Regions from separate parts of the Hordeum vulgare genome. Here region 1 is linked to region 2. The links are chromatin contacts, called in public Hi-C maps. All regions are on one chromosome and are shown on one strand. Each heading gives the region's core, a stretch centred on a gene start, on an enhancer-like site or on the middle of the called end of the contact. The rest is flanking DNA. Distances are from core to core; before and after follow the strand shown. Region 1 holds the start of LOC123448065. Region 2 holds the start of LOC123448059 (stress response protein nst1-like).

Region 1 (5,211 bases), core at 608-3,107, 920 kb before region 2:
GGGTGCTTGGTACCCCAGAGCTGGTTCCTCTTGGATGCTTTGGCACCCTAGACAGTTGTTGGTGCCTTGGAGCTTAATCATTATGGTGTAAAGCTTCGGGCAAGTGTCAGGGTCTCTAGTTAGGTTGTGGATATTGCCCCGAGCAATTTACACGGGTTCCGGTGACCATCCCGAAGGGTTACCAAAGTGTACTGGTTCGGTGACCGCCCCCAAGGGTCGCCATTTGTACGGGTTCGGTGATCGCCCTTAAGGGTCCCTTAGTGGAATCACGACATATTGCATTGTGCGAGAGCGTGAGGAGATTACGATGGCCCTAGTGACTTTTTGGAAGCATTGTGCCTCCACACCGCTCCAAACGAAGATTAACATCCACAAGGGTGTGAACTTCGGGATACATCATAGTCTCCGCGTGCCTCGGTTATCTCTTACCCGAAACCTTTACTTATGCACTTTACTTTGTGATAGCCATATTGTTTCTTGTTATATATATTGCTATCACCTAGTTGTTTATCTTGTTTAGCATAAATTGTTGGTGCACATAGGCGAGGCTGGTTGTTTTGCGTTTTGTGCTTGACTAATTAAATATTAGTTTTATTCCGTATTTGTTTAAGCCTAAATCGCAGTTATCTTAAAGCGCATATTCACCCCCTAGACGACATCCACGTCCTTTCAGCATGCACGACAATTTTAATAGCCATGTCGATTGACAACAACTTACCACCCACCATTTTCATCATGTGACCTTGCTACTTGCTTAACATACCATGTATCTCGAGAACTAACATCTATGTCGCACTCTGCGCGCTCTACCCACCGCTACATAATAACAAACCGTCCATAGAAATTTTAGAGTAGTTAACCATAAGTCCACATGATATTAGAAAACCATAAACCCATAGCCAACCGGTGGCTATTACGATGTTTATGGAGTTGTTGTGCATTTTATTTTGGTACATAGGTTTAAGGCAATGAAGTTTCTACAACTTACATGAAGAGAGGCGACAAGTGAGTGAGAAATGGAAAGGGAGAGGAAGACGACACACAACTTGAGAAATGTTCGTGAAATGTATGCATCCTCTCTTTCCTCATGCACTCAATGACGTGTTCGGGCCGTGGCGACGAGAAATGGTCGCAAGACTAATCAAATGAACAAACGGTTCGCTCCAGCCGAGTCATCCATTCACCGAGTCATCCATTCACCGCGCGTGGAGATTCGTGCGCTACATCCAGCGGTATGCAAAACGCTCGCTTGGAGTCATGAAAAATCTAATGTCAATGCTATTTCCCCTTAAAAGCATGCAAAGACGTATTATATATATAGAATTCGCCTGTTTGGCAATTTTAATAGACACATTGGTTGACGGCAACTTATCATCCATTATTTTTTTTAACACGTACTCCCTTCGTTTCTAAATATAAGCCTTTTTGAAGGTCCCACTAGTGGACTATATACGGATGTATATATACATATTTTAGAGTGTATATTCATTTATTTTGCTCCGTATGTAGATCCCTAGTGAAATTTCTTAAAATGCTTATATTTAGGAACGGAGGGAGTATTTGCTTAATGTATCATTTATCTCGAGAATTAACACCTATGCTGCACTCTACCCAGCTTTACATAATAACAAATCGTTGGTAGAAAAATCTAGAGTAGTTAGCCACGAGTGGGCAGGATACCAGAAAAACCACAAAACCATGTCCAATCGATGGCTATTACGATGATCATGAAAGTTGCGAGTGCATTCTATTTTGGTGCATTGGTTTGAAGCGACGCAGCTTCCACCAGCACTGCACGGGGCCCTGAAAGCTGAAAGTCTTGGTCCGTGGGTCGACGGTCGCACATCTCCCAACTGTCCCCAGAGTTTACCGACGACGCAATCCAAAGGCAGGGAAGACCCAACGGCGCGGCCTCCTCCATTAGCAGCAAGCCGAGCGACGCCGCCGATCAGGAACTGGGAGCAGGACAAGGAAAGGGAGAGATCTTTTCTCCGGCAATCGGAAAAAGAAAAGGAAAAGAAAGACGAAAAGGAAATCTTGGCTTCAAGTCGCCTCCTCCTCCTCCTCCTCCTCCTCTCTCTCTCTTGTTCGTCTTCCCCTTTCCCCCTCCCTCCTCCTCCTCCTCCGCTGCTGCGTGCGTGCGTGCGTGCCGATCGAGCCTCGCGCACGCGGAGATAGAACACGTCATCGCCTCTTCGTCTCTCTCTTCACGCGCGGGAGCAGGGAGGAGAGGCGACGGGCGAGGGAGAAAAACCTGACCCTTTTTTCCTCCCGTCACGTATTAAAAATCCATTTCTTCTCCGTCTTCCCTTTTTCCGCTAATCCCGCTGTCCCTATCCCCTCCCGTCCCCTCGCCGCCGGCGCGCCCGCCCAGATCGCGACCCCCTCCCCTCCGCCCTCGCCGATCGTCCCGCCCCCGCCGTGCGCTCCTCCGGGGGCTCGCCGTTGTCCGGCGCTTCGGTTCCGCCGTCGCCTCTCTGGGCCCGACTCGCCCCCGTCGGGCGGTTGCCTCGTCTACGGGCGAGGGGTCGCGGCCTCGGCGGGCTTCGAGGGAGCGAGCGACCGAGCTCCGGCGCCCATGGTCGACATCCACGAGTGCGCCGTGGTGCTCGTGCAGGAGCCCGACCATGCGGCTGCGGCGGCGGCCAACCCGGACCCGTCCTCGATCTCCGCCGGCGCCTGGCGGCCCTTCGAGGACGCCGCGGCCGCCGTTGTGGGCCGGATCCAGCCGTCCGTCTCCTCCGAGGACCGCCGCGCCGCCGTCGTGCACTACGTCCAGCGCCTCATCAGGTGCAGCGTCGGCTGCGAGGTAACCAACCCACTCCTTTCTTTTCTCGCATGCTCCGTGGTGCTTGCCTTGCTCTATCGTTTGCTTAGAAGCTCTGTGTTCCTTTGCGCATCAAGGACATGGGCACGTCGCTGTACCTTTGGTACTTGTGTGCAATGTTCTCCAGATCATGTCTATGTAGCTGTCTTAGCATGGTTTTACGATGATTACTCACAGTTGTTCGGATTATTCATCCTTTATTAGGTCATGGAAATGTTGTCTGGATAATCTGCTAGGTGCAACTGTGCAGTGCTGCTGCTCATTCCATACATACTGTGCTTGCGGTTCTGTTTGGCTCGACCATAATGCGCTAATGGCTGAAGTGTTTTTATTATGCTATCATGCTATCACTAGTGATGCTGCCAAACTCCCCAGCTTTGCTTTGCGCATCAAGGACATGGGCGCCGTACACTTGTAGTTACGTGTGTGACGTAGTCTCTGGATCATGTCTATGTAGCTGTCTTAGGATGTTTTAGGAGAATTCCTCACACTTGTTCCGAGTCATCCTTTAGGGCATGGAAATGTGGTCTGGATAACCTGCTAGGTGCAATTGTGAAGTGTTGCCGCTCATTTCATAGTTACTATGCTTGAGTTTTTGTTTAACTCTGCTGTAATACGCTAATGGTTGAAATGTTTTTTTTAACGCCAGCGCTAGTGATGCCACCAAACTGATGTACAAGTTGGTATACTAGAGATCCTCCTCTCCTGTTGCTGGAGAGCTAGATTTATCATGCTTTTATTGGGCACAAATGTTTTTATGTCCTTAGCGGGCATGCATTCCAGTTTCTCACGTCGTATGGTTTAGTGATGATCTATTTATGTGAGTGAAATGATGCATGACACGTGTCTGGGCACTGCATCGGACAACATCGACTTTGTTGACCTTGGGGTGGCCAGTTGGTTGTGTCGTATGTAAATTAGTGACCGTTTTCATGATGTGTCTCTCACTGCCTTTTAGTGCCCTTATTTTATATTTGCACGTTCAAGAAATTTCATGTCCTTACTTCATCGGTATATTTATCTTAATCTGAGTAAGGTGATACCTGGATATCTGTTACACTATTAGGTATATGTAGTTTTTTTTTGGATCATTGTTAATGTGAAACACATGGGATCTGGTGAGTGGTTGCCAACTTGCCATAACTTGAGATGAATGGTATATGAGGCACACACTTGTACGTTTATTTTGGTTTCAGTGAAAATCAGTAGATCGGAAGGGTTCCTTATTTGTGTCATGCATGCACAAGTGCTTTTTACTAGATGATATCTCACACGACAAACATGCAAGTAATATCGACACTTTTGGCACGTGTTTGAGTCATATCTCTATGATACCGATGTTTGTGTTGTCCTCACTATTAGCATCGATGACGAGGAAGTTGTGCAGTACAGCTTCCTATACACCTTGAAGTTTGTACTTTCAGGGCCCTCTTTACATGAATTATTCTATACAGAAATGGAGTATCAGTTGTTAAGTACAGATTTGAGTACTAAACAGCAAAACAAGTATACACATTATGCACATAAAAGTTCTGCAAGAGGTTCACAGTGAGTTGTTTTATGAGGAGTCTATTTATTATGCTGGGTAGCAACATGGCATTAGATAGATAACCTGGAAATCTCAGATTTTGTCATGTACAAAAATAGGAGAATAATTATTGCATGAAATTTTATTCCCTAGCCGGGACTGGTGCATCTTATTTTTAATAATTGGACAGAATGTGAAGTATATAATCAACCTCTTCTTTTCTGTGTGGAAAACATAGGTGTTTCCATTTGGATCTGTTCCACTGAAAACATATCTTCCTGATGGAGATATCGACTTGACTGCATTTGGTTCCGCAAGCTCTGACGAAAACCTAGCAAATGAGGTTCGCGCTGTTCTGGAATCAGAAGAACTGAGGAAAGATGCTGAGTTTGAAGTGAAGGATGTCCAGTATATCCATGCTGAGGTTTGCCTCTTGACTGTGGTTTTTCAGTATTACCAATTAGACCTAATTCACACACTTCTAAGTTGCAGCTATGACTTCTGACATGTGCTTATTTTTTATTTACTCTATACAATGTCGGGCAGTGTACATTTATATTTTAATTTATCCAGCTACCTTTCAATGTCATCAAATCATTTCTGTCCTACCATACATGGGAGTAGTGACAGTAGAATAATGTATCTTTGCATACGGTATCAATAACACATGTGAATATCCCAATGTTACTAGCGTACTGCCAATGATAAAATAAGTAGTTGACTGCATTCAAGTGTACTGTCCAGTAGCTGACTGCATTTTTTGCTTTGTTCTTCCTGTGCACAGAATATATCAATATCATAGATTATTATGGAAGTTCACTTCTTGTATTGAACTGCTAGGGATTGTGCAGTGGTG
Region 2 (5,762 bases), core at 1,887-4,386:
GTAGACATACGTGAATTCACATAAGAGTCATATGATCTTTTTCAGCCCATTGATACACAAAGCTATACACAACAGTGAATAAGGCAATCTGAATCACATATTCAGAATTATAGCCAAATACAAAATGATAATTGCCAACATATGGGGACTAGGGTGTGAGCCTGTGGGGGTGATTATCCGTTTGCAACGCATGGCCAGAGTTTAACTCAAGTTAAGAGTATCAAACAATTGGTAAATATATAAAACTTAACTACTGCAGAAAATGTAGAAGATCTAAAAAACAATGTCACAGAGGACTTACTTGGACCAAGAATGATAAGGATCAGGTGGCCCAAAGGGGTGCGCACGGGCTGCTTTGTTTGGAGATCCAAAACCCGAGTCTTTGTGTATAGCACTTTCTGACATGTCGTGTGAAAGGAACAGACTCTTTGTATCAAGAGGCAATTGCTGGAAGGGTGATTTCTGCGGCCATAAATCATTGTCACTCAGACCAGCACCGAGGGGGCTTCTTGTTCCACTTCCACCATTCAAGTGACTGATGCCATGGTTGAATTGATTTGTGTTTGGTAAAAGCCATTGTGCCTGAGGACCTCGCAGGCCTAAACTGTCCTGAACCAGTGGCGTGCTCCACATTTGCCATGTGCCTTGCTCATTGGTAGCCTCAGCTGACATTGAACCATTATGCCCTTTTGCAGTAGAGAAATGTGAGGGTCTGATAGGATTTCGTTCAACAGTTCGTGATCTTGATAGAGGAGACTCAATTGGTGAAGGCATGGGGTTCCTAACATGTGGTTCCTTTGTAACATCATTCAAGGTGAATCTGCTATCCCAGTCTGGAGGGAAGTTGTCTAGGGACTCTGAAACTGGACCAAGCAATGCGATGGCATCTGGATCATAGCATGGGTCCTCAAATTGCTCGGGTTCTTCCAGTAATGCTGCTTCTGCAACTTTACCCAAGGGCAAATGTCCAGCTGGAAAATGAGACAGCTGCATATTGGCAGATGCTCCATTCACTGGCAAAAACCCTGCAGAGTGCATGGATTGGCTTAACTTCGGCGTGCTGTCCAGAGGAGGATACTGAGCCAGGAAATTTTGGGCACTACTTATTTGTGCACCATTTGGGGCAGGCTGCATGTTCTTCTGACGAGCTGAAGCAGTAATATCGGGACAAGGGGAAACTGCAGCGGAGCGACTAAACAACTGATGCCATGACTTTTTAAGGCCTGTAGGATGTGCCTGCATATTTGGACTAACCTGCACATAGCAGAACACAAACCATAAAATGTAAGATGGTCAATCGGGTGAAAACAGCATGGGTTATTTGTTCAGATGAAAACAGTACATAGCAATGCTCTTTTACTTACAGGTCGACTAAAATTAGTCAATGAATTTCTAGTTTCTGCGGGTGTAGCAGATTTGGCCAGTGCTGGTGTAGCTGCAGGTTGGGTGTCTCTTTTAATACTCTGGTCAGTTGCAGTAACGAGCGGTTTAGTCACCCTGTTAGCTTGATGAACAGGGGCCTGAGCACTTCTACCAAAAAAGGAACCACCGCCAAAACCTCTGGAAGAAGATAACAAACCTCCAGTCATGCGACCAAAGTACTTCGTCTTGCTCTGTGCTATCTTGCTACCCTGACTGTTAGCTTCAAAGTTATTGGGCTTATATCCATCTGTCCCAACTCTTGCCACATCCCGCCTGTCTGTGTCATTCCTTCTATCAAAGTCACGCTTCTTCTCACCTTCTCTGCTTACTCTTCTCTCAACATCCTCACAGTCTGAATTGCTCTTGCTTGATCCCTTGTCTTCCTTTCTCCTCCTCTCCTGCCGCCTACGTTCTGCTTCCTTCCTAGCATCCTTCTCCCCGACGGGAGTAGCGCCTTTGGATCGCTCCTCAGCCTCTGCCTTCTCATCCCTCAGCCTTCTCCGCTCCTCCACTAGCTTTGCCATCTCTTCGCGCTGCTTCCTTTCCTCCTCCTCGAGCATTTCCCTCTCCAACCTGGCCAACCTCTTCTCCTCAGCCTTCCTTTTCGCCTTGTCCAATCTGCTCTCCTCAGCCTTCCCTCCATTGTCCCCTGCTTTTGTCAACATTCTGCCATCCCGGCCCAATCCACCGCTGTCCACCGATGACCCAAACCTGAAGACTTTCTTCCAGAACCATGACATGCTGGTGCAAAAGCACGAGAAGAGCCGCCATGAGAAGCCTGAGTAGGAATTATCGGTGGAACACTGCAGGTCAAGCCAGTAACCGGGGTCACCGACAGCATTGGCCCAATCCTGAGTGCAAGGCCAGCCAGCCGGGACCTTCCCCGCAGGGCCAATGTCAAGCACAGGCCGCTTGGATACGTGGCCACAGTAGGAGCACATGAACTTGCCGCCGCCGGGGTTCTGGTCCCTGTAGGGATTGTTGCAGTTGCGGCAGCGGCGTGTGGCGGTCTTGCGGAGCTTCTGAAGCTCGAGCGCATGGGCTCGGCGCTCCTCGCGGAGGCGGGCCGAGCGGCGGGCGCGCCAGAGGGAGAGGCGCGGGAGGAGAATCTCGTACCAGAAGAGGGTGAGGAGGAGGACGGAGACGCAGGCGAGGCGCGGGGAGGTGACCTCGAAGCGGTAGGCGGCGGGCAGGAGCTGGGAGAGCGCCCAGAGGAGGATGAGCGGGAGGACGAGCCACGGCAGCATGGTGGCGACGCGGCGCGACCACCGTTGCACGGCGCACAGTATACACATTATCCGACCGCCGCCGCTGCCGAGGCCCTCGCCCGGAGCTCGATCGCCAGCGCCTCCCCCCGAATCCCACGACGAGAGCGGGCGGCTTGCTTGCTTGCTGGGTGGGCGACGCGATGCGATGCGATGCGGCGGCTTTGAGGGCGGAAAGGGGAAAGGGGGGAGGGAAACCCTGGGATGGAAGGAAGAGAGGGGGCGGGCGGAAAGGAAAGGCGGCTCGGATGCGGGATGCGGGTATCTGCGTCGCCCTAGGAGAGATTGGGAATGGAGGAGGAGCGGAGGAGCTCGAGGTGCGCGGTGGTCATGGCGAAAACCCTAGGTTTGCTCTCGGATTGTGTAATTTCCTTCGATCTTTTTTTTTTCCTCTCCTCTCCTCTGTCCTCTTTGCCTTTGGTTTGGTCGGCGAGGGAAGAAGGGAAACTCGCATAGAGCGTCGTCATTCTTTGCCTCCTTTTCCTCTGGTTATTAACTACTGTATTAATAATAGTACATTTTTGGATTGCTCTCGTGTTACCATTTCTGTTTTACAATAACCTGGTAGTACATTTGCATGTGAGAGACGGCGTCAGACTGCCTTTTCTGTTTTACCATGGATAGCTACATTTCTCTACCTGCAAATGATGCGTAATTATTTTTGTATGAGAAAAGTAGGCATCAGTCCATAACTACTTTTGCATGCGAGAGACGGCGTCAGACTGCCTTTTATGATGAACGATAAATATGTAGATTTCTATAATTAATTTTGTTTGGGCAACAACTCATTAATTGAAGTTGAAAATTGTTTACTCTTTTCCTCACAAAAAAAATACTCTTTCACACGCAATTTTATAAGGCTGCTTCCAATACAAAGGTGCTAAGATGTGGTGCTAAGAGCATTAAATGGCTTAGCAACTCAACTTTTCAATGCATAGGTGCTTAACTTGTTGTTGGTAAGCTCACTCTATTTAATGATTTAGCACCTAAACTCTCTCATGCATTGGTCATCTTCTTTCATTTAAGTAGTTTGCCTGGGTTCACGTGTATGGCATTGGTTCTTCCTGAGATCACCAATGTGTTCTCTTTCCTCCTTAATTGTTATGTCATGTCATTTTTTTGCTTATGTGACATGCTTAGCACATATCCACCATGGAGCACTGGAAAAGGCCTAAATAGACAGTCCATATGATCCATATTAATTGTCGTTTAAACGGATGTATATATGAGTATACATTTTGATTAAAGAAATTCTGAAGAAAATTTTCGATTGTTAGATTTTTTTTTCTGGAGTATTCATTTATATTCACATGTTTTATAGGAAAAATCACATCTACTCCAAATTATTAAGTTTTTTATGTGCACGACTCTACGGCATTAAAGGCCATGTGGTACTTCAATCATGTATTATTTTTATTATTTTTTATTTTTTGGGGGAACCTGCAACTCAGAAACTCAAAGGTGCCCTTGAAATATACGTCACTCCAAACATTGTTAGTCCTTCCTCGCAAAAAAATATTTTTATACATATAACTAGCATCATAATTTCAGCTTTTCTAATAAATGTCATCAACTCGGGACCAAAGCAACTATGTAATCACTAAATCAGCATAAGTGTCCAACACTATACTAATGGATTAATCTTACTAGGACATCTAGGTATTTTTCCACTACACGTTTGTACTCTTAATTAGCATGTTTTATGAAACCCACGATGCATAAAATTTGTGGAGCTATATTGAGTCAAACAATCATTTGTACCTTACATAGCTTGGATGGATGCTTTTTCACTTTGGAAAACCATACTTCCTTGCATTCCACATTAGTTGGAGTTCTACAACTGTCATGTGTTAACACTCTTCAAATTTGACCTAGTTTACAAAAAAATATGGTAAAATTACAAGATCTAGTATACATATTCAAAGGACGTGGATGTCGCCTAGATGGAAAGGGTGAATAGGCACTTTAAAATAATTACGGTTTAGGTTTGAACATATGCGGAATAAAACTAACGTTTAATTAGCCAAGCACAAAACCTAAAACAACTAGGCTCGTCTATGTGCACCAACAACTTATGCTAAGCAAGATAAACAACGAAGTGATAGCAAGATATATAACAATAAACAATATAGCTATCACAAAGCAAAAGTGTTGGAAATATGTCCTAGAGACAATAATAAATTAGTTATTATTATATTTCCTTGTTCATGATAATCGTTTATTATCCATGCTAGAATTGTATTGATTGGAAACTCAAGTACATGTGTACATAGACAATACACTGTCTCTAGTGAGCCTCTAAGGATTAGCTCGTTGATCAAAGATGGTCAAGGTTTCCTGGCCATAGACATGAGTTGTCATTTGATAACGGGATCACATCATTAGGAGAATGATGTGATGGACAAGACTCAAACTATGAACGTACCATATGATCGTGTTACTTTATTGCTACTATTTTCTGCATGTCAAGTATTTGTTTCTATGAACATGAGATCATGCAACTCCCGGGCACCGGAGGAATGCCTTGTGTGTAGCAAACGCCACAACGTAACTGGGTGACTATAAAGGTGCTCTACAAGTATCTCCGAAGGTGTCTGTTGGGTTGGCACGAATCGAGAATGGGATTTGTCACTCCGTATGACGGAGAGGTATCTCTAGGGCCCACTCGGTAATACAACATCACAATGAGCTTGCAAGCAATGTGACTAAAGAGTTAGTCACGAGATTTTGTATTACGGAACGAGTAAAGAGACTTGCCGGTAACGAGATTGAACTAGGTATAGAGATACCGACGATCGAATCTCGAGCAAATAACATACCGATGGACAAAGGGAATAGTTTACGGGATTAACTGAATCCTTGACACAGAGGCTCGACCGATAAAGATCTTCGTAGAATATGTAGGAGCCAATATGGGCATCCAGGTCCCGCTATTGGTTATTGACCGAAGAGTGTCTCGGTCATGTCTTCATAGTTCTCGAACCCGTAGGGTCTGCACATTTAAGGTTCGGTGACGTTACGGTATAGTTGAGTTATGTATGTTGGTGACCGAAGGTTGTTCGGAGTCCCAGATGA

The links. Hi-C and Micro-C count contacts between places; a contact is called where the count stands out from the background.
Region 1: a contact with region 2 is called in a Hi-C map of seedling, with 7 times the contacts expected there. The contact joins the promoter of LOC123448065 here to the promoter of LOC123448059 in region 2. A contact is called at or near these places in 2 of 6 Hi-C or Micro-C datasets (leaf and seedling).

The regions. Positions count from the first base shown.
Region 1 is chr4H:113,813,708-113,818,918 of MorexV3_pseudomolecules_assembly, reverse strand. LOC123448065 reads left to right here and starts at 1,857. Exons shown (of 9, transcript XM_045124834.1): 1 at 1,857-2,809; 2 at 4,594-4,779. The coding sequence starts at 2,579.
Region 2 is chr4H:112,894,241-112,900,002 of MorexV3_pseudomolecules_assembly, reverse strand. LOC123448059 (stress response protein nst1-like) reads right to left here and starts at 3,136. Exons shown (of 3, transcript XM_045124830.1): 1 at 1,365-3,136; 2 at 302-1,254. The coding sequence starts at 2,717.